2 separate regions of the Mus musculus genome follow, and region 2 is linked to region 1. A link is a contact called in public promoter capture Hi-C data. All regions are on one chromosome and are shown on one strand. The core of a region is the stretch at or near the end of the contact, and the rest is flanking DNA. Distances in the headings are between cores, read along the strand shown.

The links. Promoter capture Hi-C pulls out the DNA fragments that hold promoters and counts their contacts.
Region 2: a promoter capture Hi-C map of liver shows a contact between it and region 1, with 4 times the contacts expected there. The contact joins the promoter of 1810064F22Rik here to the promoter of S1pr2 in region 1. A contact is called at or near these places in 4 of 39 promoter capture datasets (cranial neural crest, frontonasal cranial neural crest, liver and 1 more) and 1 of 9 other capture datasets (pancreatic islet).

The regions. Positions count from the first base shown.
Region 1 is chr9:20,974,987-20,979,133 of GRCm38.p6, reverse strand. It overlaps S1pr2 (sphingosine-1-phosphate receptor 2), which reads left to right and starts at 2,341. Exons shown (of 2, transcript NM_010333.4): 1 at 2,341-2,536.
Region 2 is chr9:22,211,935-22,216,081 of GRCm38.p6, reverse strand. 1810064F22Rik (RIKEN cDNA 1810064F22 gene) reads left to right here and starts at 2,222. Exons shown (of 2, transcript NR_027981.1): 1 at 2,222-2,359.

The sequences.
Region 1 (4,147 bases), core at 1,092-3,591:
GCCAAGTCTAGCTTCAGAGACTTTTTGACTTTTTTACACCAGCGTTTGGGAGTCTTCCATTGCTTTGCCTGTATCCCAGGCCGTCTTCAGCTCTTTAGTTTAATTTGTTCCTGGACTATAACATGCATGCACTTGTCAGCAGAGCCAGCCACACAAAGGATTTCCACAATGCAGGCAGAGCTGCCTTCCTCCCAAGCGAGGGAGCGCCAGCCTCTCAGTTCCTCTTCCAGGAAGCTGAGTACTTTCTTTTTCCTGTCCAGTGTGGACTCTCCCCACTTAAACATTTACACAGCTCTCAGATCCATGGGGAGAGGGAGTAGCATGCTGTGCACTGACTGCCTCCAGCCTTTAGTGTTTGAAGCATGGAGTGGCTGGATGGCCAATGCAAGGACTCTGTTTCACTCCCATGCACGAGTGGTACCTATTTATTTCATTTCATTTCGTCTTATTTTCCAAGCTGGGGACAGAATCCGGGCCTTTGTGCACCATAGGCAGGTGTTCTACCCCTGAGCCACACCCTCAGCCCCTCAATAGGGGATTCTAATCCATTGTTCTGCCACTTCCGGTACCCTGCGGAAAGGCTTAATTTATCTAGCAAGTCATAAACCTAGAACTTGCTATGGAACAGAAGAGGGCTTTGGACTCCCCATCCTCCTGCCTCCACCCACTGAAGTGCAGGGATGCTAGGCTTGCAAACAGTGACCCGCTTACTTATTTATTTTTGGGGTGTTGGAGACAGAACACAGGGCCCTGTGCATGAGAGGAAGTACTGTAACTAACACTGAGCCGCCTGCCTCCATAAACATCTCAATGCCGACATAAGGCACAATGTTAAACACAGCAAGGGAAACACTGTTCGCTCTTAGGGAGCTTATGTTTGGGTGTGCAATTTACACTTTTGTGTGTTTATTTTTTTTTGTTTTTAATTATGTGTAATTGTGGGTATGTGCATGTGTGTACACGGGCCCTTGAGGCTGAAAGGGTCAGATCCCCTGGGGCTGGACTCAGAAGTTGTCAGGTCTGTGGGTGCTGGGACATTCTGTTCTCTGCAAGAGCAGGAAGTGCTCTTGACCATTAGAGGCACCTCTTTAGCGCCTTTTAAAAATTTATTAATTTTAACTTTATACCCATGTGCGTGCATGCACGTGGGTGTGTACATGTACGTGGGTGTGTGCATGTGCCTCAGCAGCAGGCCTTGGAGGTCACAGGACAACTTGCAGGAATTGGTTCTCAATTTCCACCTTGTGGGTCCCAGGCAAGGCCTTACCCACTGACAACTCACAGCCTCCTGGAACTCACTCTGTAGACCAGGCTGGCCTTGAACTCAGAAATTCGCCTGCCTCTGCCTCCCGAGTGCTGGGATTAAAGGCGTGCACCACCACGCCCGGTTTTGTTATTCTTTTTTAAATGCATTTATTATTATTGTACATGTATCAGTGAATGAATGTAGGTGCAGCAATGCCAGTGTGCCCTGTGGAGGTCAGAGGCCAACTTTGCTTCCAGGGACTGACCTCAGGTCAGGCTTCCAGACAAGCCCTTTCCCCTCCCTGCCTAGTGGAGCTGGACAGCTGACCTTCTGTCACTCACTCTAATTTTGGATTTTTTTTTCACCCTGAGTTGTTTGGAGGGAAGGAGCCAACAGGATCATGTGATCCAGATTGGCCTTGAACTCTAAAACAAACCTCCTGCTTCTACTTCACAAGTTTGGAATTAGAGGCCCAAGCCACCATTCCATATTTTTGCAGTGTTGAGGATGCATGCTAGGCAAACACTCAACCACCTGCCTCCACATCCCTGCCTGTTGTTTTTCAGAAAGGGTCTTGAGCAGGCAGTGGCTTAAGGTTGCTAAGAGGACCCTGAACTCCTGATCTTCCCACCTCCCAGGTGGCAGATGCTGGAATGACAGGCATATGTGCCACAAAGCCCAGTTGGATCTGGGAGTTCTTACCAAGTCTTCTGTTTGGGGGGCTGGGTATGATACAGTGTAGGAATTTATTTCTTGTAGAAACACATAGTAGGTGCTTAATCTTGAATTGCTGAGTTCTCACATAGTAGGTAAGTGTGATTTCCTCCATTTCCAGGTCCCAAGCATTAGCCTGGCGCTAAGCCAAATGGAATACAGTTGTTTCAGTACTAGGTCACCTGGGTTAAGAGAGCTGTGACGTCACGCGGCCGTGACATCATGCCACGGCAGTTCTCACGAGTGGGGGTTGGGAGGAGCAGGGCAGGAGTGTGTGTGTGGGGGTGTGGACAAAGGGGCCCTGCTCTTCCCCCGTGCGCGCCCTGGCTAACTGGCGGGCCACATCTGGAATTCATTGCAAGTCGCCGCCGGAAAGAGGAGGAGAGGAGGGCGGGGCGAGCAGGGAGTTGGGGCCGGAGGCAGCGGCTCTGCCCGCCTCTCTCTTGTCCTGGGTCCCCAACTCCGGGACATAGACCGAGCACAGCCAACAGTCTCCAAAACCAACCACTGGCTGTCCCGGGGCGCAGACGCCAAGGCCACTCAGGCCAGGGCAGGGACCCCGGCCGGCCTAGCCAGGTGAGCGCGCGGGGCAGAGGGGAGGTTCCGATCTGGGCGGCCGCGGTTCACGGAGACCCTGAGATCCCAGCTGGGGGGCCCGGTCCGGGGTCAGGCGCTCGTACAGGCGTTGCACGCGCTGCTCCAGGCTCTGCTGCACCGAGGGAACAGATCATCTACCATGCGCCCCTGCCCACTACTCCAGGCAGCTCGCCACCTACTCAGTGGCGCACCCCCAGACTGAGCTCCCCGCCTTCCTTCGGGCAGGAAGTTGGCGCTGAAGAGAAAGGCGGAATCCGAGCGCTTTGAGCTGGAGACTTTGCAAGACTGGATGGGGGTTCTCAGGAAGCAGGGTTTGGGGCAGTGAGGTTGTTGGGGAGAGGTGCAGCATCCCTTCTTCTCTGTCTCCGGCTAGGATGAAAGGTGCTACGGACGAGCGAGCGGGGAAAGCTTTCAGAGTTCATGGGCGGGGTCCCCGGCGAAGGCCGTCGCCCCACCGCCTGTGAGACTAGTTTTTTGCCTCAGTTTCCAGTTAGTTGCCCCTCTCTTTCAGTCTCTCTTTCGGAAGAATCACTTTGTATCGAAGGAAAGGGACATTAACTGCAAAGTCCAGGTGTCTCCTTTTCCTAGCTCAGGGATGGGGCGTAGGAGTGAAGGAAGGCACGCGTGGCGTGGAGTCCGCGTTGTCGCGGGCTACACGGCGTTGGGACCTCGCCCCCCTCTAGAGCATGGGTTGACTCACCCGGGGATTTCCACCTCCCCACCCCCGTCCCTATCCTTGTTGTTAGATGCCCGAGGCGACACCCGCAGAGCCTACTGTCCCCTGCGGGGCAACATGGGAGCATCACTGAGGGGGGGGGAGGGAATGAAGTAGCTGTAGTTACTCTCTCCAGTGCCCCAGGAATCTGGATGTGGGGGGCCTCTGGTGGGGTGCAGAAATGTGGCCACCCCCTGTTGCTTTGTGCAGGATAGGGACATCCTGCGCGCGTGTCGGGGTCTCAGGAGAGAGAGATGGCGCCGCCCCAGCGCAAGCGAGTGTGGATACCACGCATTCCTCGGCCTGATAAGGAGCTGGAGAGTGCTGCCTGAGCCAGGCGGGTCTTACTGTCGCCAAGGAGACGCGCCCGGCTTCAGCTTCCTATAGTGGTAGGGTAGGGGTGCTGCCAGGAGATGTCCCCATGCTTTGCATGCGAACGAGCCCCCCAATTTCAGGCTCTTTCATTCATTCATGCGCCTGCCTCGCTTGCACCAAGCAAGAGAGGCTGAGGGTGAACTTGGTAGCTGGCCTCACACGATACTGTGGAAAACAAGATCATTTCCGATGATAAAGTCAGATGCTCTGATAGAAATTAGGGGTGGGCTGTGCTGGGTAAAATGCCTTATTTCTTTAATCCCAGTGCTCAGGAGACTGAGTTAAGGGGCATCTTTGTGAACTCAAGGCCAACCTGATCTACGAAATGAGTTTCTGGTCAACCCGGATTACACAGTAAGACCCTGTCCCAAAAACAAAACAAAAAGAGAAGATAGTTCCTGAAGGCCTAGACAGTGACAGTCGAATGAAATCCAAAGATAAGATAGTCTGCCGGAAAAAGTGTTTGTGTGGGGGTGGGGAGGGGGTCTGTAGGATATACC
Region 2 (4,147 bases), core at 973-3,472, 1.2 Mb before region 1:
GACAACCATCTCCCCAGCCCACTCTGGAACTATTTCTATTTTGAAGAGACCACATGGGTCTTTTTTGCAAGCCCAGTAGTTTGTGAAAATCTAGTTATGTTAAAATCTAGTTATGAGCCGGGCGTGGTGGCGCACGCCTTTGATCCCAGCACTCGGGAGGCAGAGGCAGGCGGATTTCTGAGTTCGAGGCCAGCCTGGTCTACAAAGTGAGTTCCTACAGTCAGGGCTATACAGAGAAACCCTGTCTCAGAAAAAAAAAAAAAAATCTAGTTATGTTCACCCAGGTGCAGCAAGCTACAAACTAGAGCATGAGAATGAGTTTCTCAAATATCTGACTGCCCAGGTCTCAACACAGCTGTCAGATGAAGAGCAAAATAGAATAGATTACAAGTGTTTGAGGCTATGGTAAATGGGAATGCCAACATGCTGCCATGGAGGATCCAAAACCCAGGAGGCAGAGGCAGGCTGATTTATGTCAATTTGTTCTACAAAGTGAGACCCTGTCTCAAACAACAAAAATGACTTCCCATCCATATGTACCCAGCCATTCATCGCTGTCCAACCCACTCAAAAAGTGAGTAGACAGACCTTTGTTGTGTTGGAGTCCGCCAAAAGACCCTCACTCACAAAGACCACAGAGATCACCATTGCTGAAAACCACAAGAGGTTTTTGGTTGTTTGTTTGTTTGTTTTTTTTTTTTTTAATTGTCCCAACATGTTGGGGGGAATCCCTCAGCACGCAGGCAAGAGGAGAGACCCAGAACAAAGAAAGAACACACTTTTTCTACCCTGTTAGGGGCAGATTTAGGCAACAGGGTTAGCTGGCTTATTCTTTTTTGTTTGTTTGTTTGTTTTTTGTTTTTTTCGAGACAGGGTTTCTCTGTATAACCCTGGCTGTCCTGGAACTCACTTTGTAGACCAGGCTGGCCTCGAACTCAGAAATCCGCCTGCCTCTGCCTCCCGAGTGCTGGAACTAAAGGTGTGTGCCACCACGCCCGGCTAGCTGGCTTATTCTAATTGGTGTAGCAAGTAACCCTTTCAGGCATTGGTTGGTTTGTATAGGGTGACTAAGTAACCCTTTGGCCTAGTCCCTCACTCTGCCTGCCCTTGTGGTTGGTCAGCAAAGCAGCAGTATGTTTTGAACTTATGGGTCAGCTATTAACATCACAGCTATTAAATCATGGCTATCAACGTCAGGGGAATTCTAGCAACAAGGTCAGGGTGGTTTGTGGTTTTTCTTGGAATTCAGTGTGGGGTAGGGTAGGGGAATTTTTCTGAGAACTATTATTTTTGTTATGGTTATTTCTCTGAGAACAGCAAATCTTATTTTGGCAGTTGTAGGCTTAGTCATTTTGACCACTCAAACTATATAGTTTGTGGTCTTGAACTTATCTTGGATTCTGCAGTTGTCGTGAGGGATATGAGTTCAAGCCTTCAGAACAAACTGGAACCTGTTTGTCAGTGAAGCTTCCTAATACCACCCCAGTAACAGGAGACAGCACACTAGCATTTAGAACTTTCAGGTGCTAATGGTATCTACGGACTTGTTAATATGTTTACATTTTTTAAAAGATTATATTTATTTATTTTATGTATATGAGTACACTGTAGCTGTCTTCAGACACACCAGAAGAGGGCATCAGATCCCATTACAGATGGTTGTGAGCCACCATGTGGTTGCGGGAATTGAACTCAGAACCTCTAAAGGAGTAGTCAGTGCTCTTAACTGCTGAGCCATCTCTCCATCCCACATATGAAATTGTTAAGGAGTAAACTACGCTATTGTAAAACAGAGAAATAAACAATCCTAAAACATCTATAACCAACATCACACTAATGCCAAAACCCAGAGACCATTTCTTCTAATAATTGGAACAAAACAAGGGTTTCCACTCTCTGTAACCTTCCCAGCCTTGAGCAGGCTAAGAAGACCTTGAACATTTGCCACAACAGGTCTTATCAACCTGGACAGAGACATTTGTCTTGGCTGCAGTTGTAGGTTCCCATGGGAACTTAGCTGTTTTGGCTGCCTACGTTGACCTTGCTCTACAACATATTCCAGCTGAAGAAGGGGGTGGGTTTTGTGGTTTTTCCCTTTATAAATGCAAAGCTAATTATTAAACTTTGAGCCTTAATCAGAACCTTTGTCTTGGCTTCATTCTTCTCTCGTCATCCCCCCACCCCACCCCCTTCATTTCCAGCCTCCCTTTCAGGTAAAACCAGTTTGCTGGAGGCTGCTGGATGGCTACAGGTGGCACCTGAATGAAGGGCCTGAAAACAGGGGAACCTACTGAGAAACGGTGTCTTGGGTGGAGCTCCATAGAAAACACAAGAAAAGTGAAAGTATCCATGAAGCATGGTAAGCAACATACAGCATTAATGCTAGCGCTAGCCATAAATTTTATCTTTTGGAGACTGTTGTTGCAGGAGATTTATTCAAAGGGATACCAGCTAGGCTGAAGTGGTGCTGGCCCGACACCGACTTCACCTAGGGTTGACAGGGCAATGAGACAGAGAAATTCTAAATAGGCCTTTGTCTGCTGTCTAAAAGAGCTGCTCCAGGCGAGAGGAGCAGGGTTTTCAAAACAGACATTAGAAAAAAATTTTAGCTCAAATAGATTCGTGTAGTCCATGGTTTTCAGAAGAAAGCACTTTAAATAAGGAAACCTAGGATAGATTTGAGACATTCTAGGAGCCACTCGGACAGATCCTATCACCTTCTGTCTGTGGGTGCTTATAGAAGATGCTATTGATAATAATAAAAACGAAGAGACTTCACAGGTGTTAGCTACTGCCCAGGAGCAGCTTGAGGAACCCCAGGGAGAACAGCTGCCAGAGAGGGCTTCCGCAGAAAGAGGCACTCTCAACTCCAAAGCACAACAATACAGACCTGGCACGCCTTATAGACCTAGGGAGACAGAACTTGGAGGCACTGATGATGAATTAGATGCAGAGGAGGAAGAAGATTTAGAAGAAGAGGTTGTCAAATATCATAATGAGGATTGGCCTCCTTTTGTACTTTCTGCTCTGCCTATGGCCTCTAATGTAGGAAATGCTGCTCAGATGGACATGCAAGTCTATAAATTAGAATTAGAAGTTAAGCTTCAGAAATTGACTAATAAACTACAAGAATAAGAGTGCATCAAGTACAGGAAAGAGCAATAATCCTGATATGCCAATTTCCATTAGAAAAGCTGTGAATCAGGCTTGCAGAGAGGAGCAAGATACATCTGAAGTGTTGGCTTTTTCTGTAGTTGAGATAGTTGATCAGCAGGGCAATGTAGTCAGACAATATCAAATGTTAGACTTCAAAGTGATAAAAGAGTTAAAAACAGCTGTGGCCTAGTATGGCCCCATAGCTCCCTTTACACAGGCTTTGTTGGATACTGTGATGGAAGCTCATTTAACCCCTCAAGACTGGAAAACTGTATGTAAGGCTACTTTGTCAGGATTTCTGAATGGCGTGAAGCAAGTAAAAGAACTGCTCTGATGGATGCTCAGGCAGGTAATGCTCAATAGGATATAAACATGCTTTTAGGAGAAGGTCAATATGAAGGTAATGCTAATCAGATCAGGCTACTTGCAGGAGAGTATGCCCAGGTTGCAATGGCTGCTCATCTTGCTTAGAATCGTTTCCCAATTAAAGGGGATCTCAGTGGGAATTTATCTGGCATCGAACAAGGTCCTGATGAACCGTTTCAGGAATCTGTGGACAGACTGCTAAAAGCAGCTGGTAGAATTTTTTGAGATCCTCAATCAGGAGTTCCTTTTGTTACATTCACTTATGTGAATGCTAATTCAGCCTGTCACACCACTATCAGGCCATACAAAGCAAAGACAGTCTTATCTGGATACATTCATCTTTGTGCAGAAACTGGGCCCTCATACAATCAGGGTCTGGCTATGGATGCTGTCTTACAAGGAACCAATGTGCAAGAGATGCATTCACAGAGACAAGGAAATAAAGGATGTTTTGGGTTTGTTTTGGTTTTTTTTTAAAGATTTACTTATTATATGTAAGTACACTGTCGCTATCTTCAGACACTCCAGAAGAAGGCATCAGATCTCATTACAGATGGTTGGGAGCCACCATGTGGTTGCTTGGATTTGAACTCAGGACCTTCAGAAAAGCAGTCAGTGCTCTTAA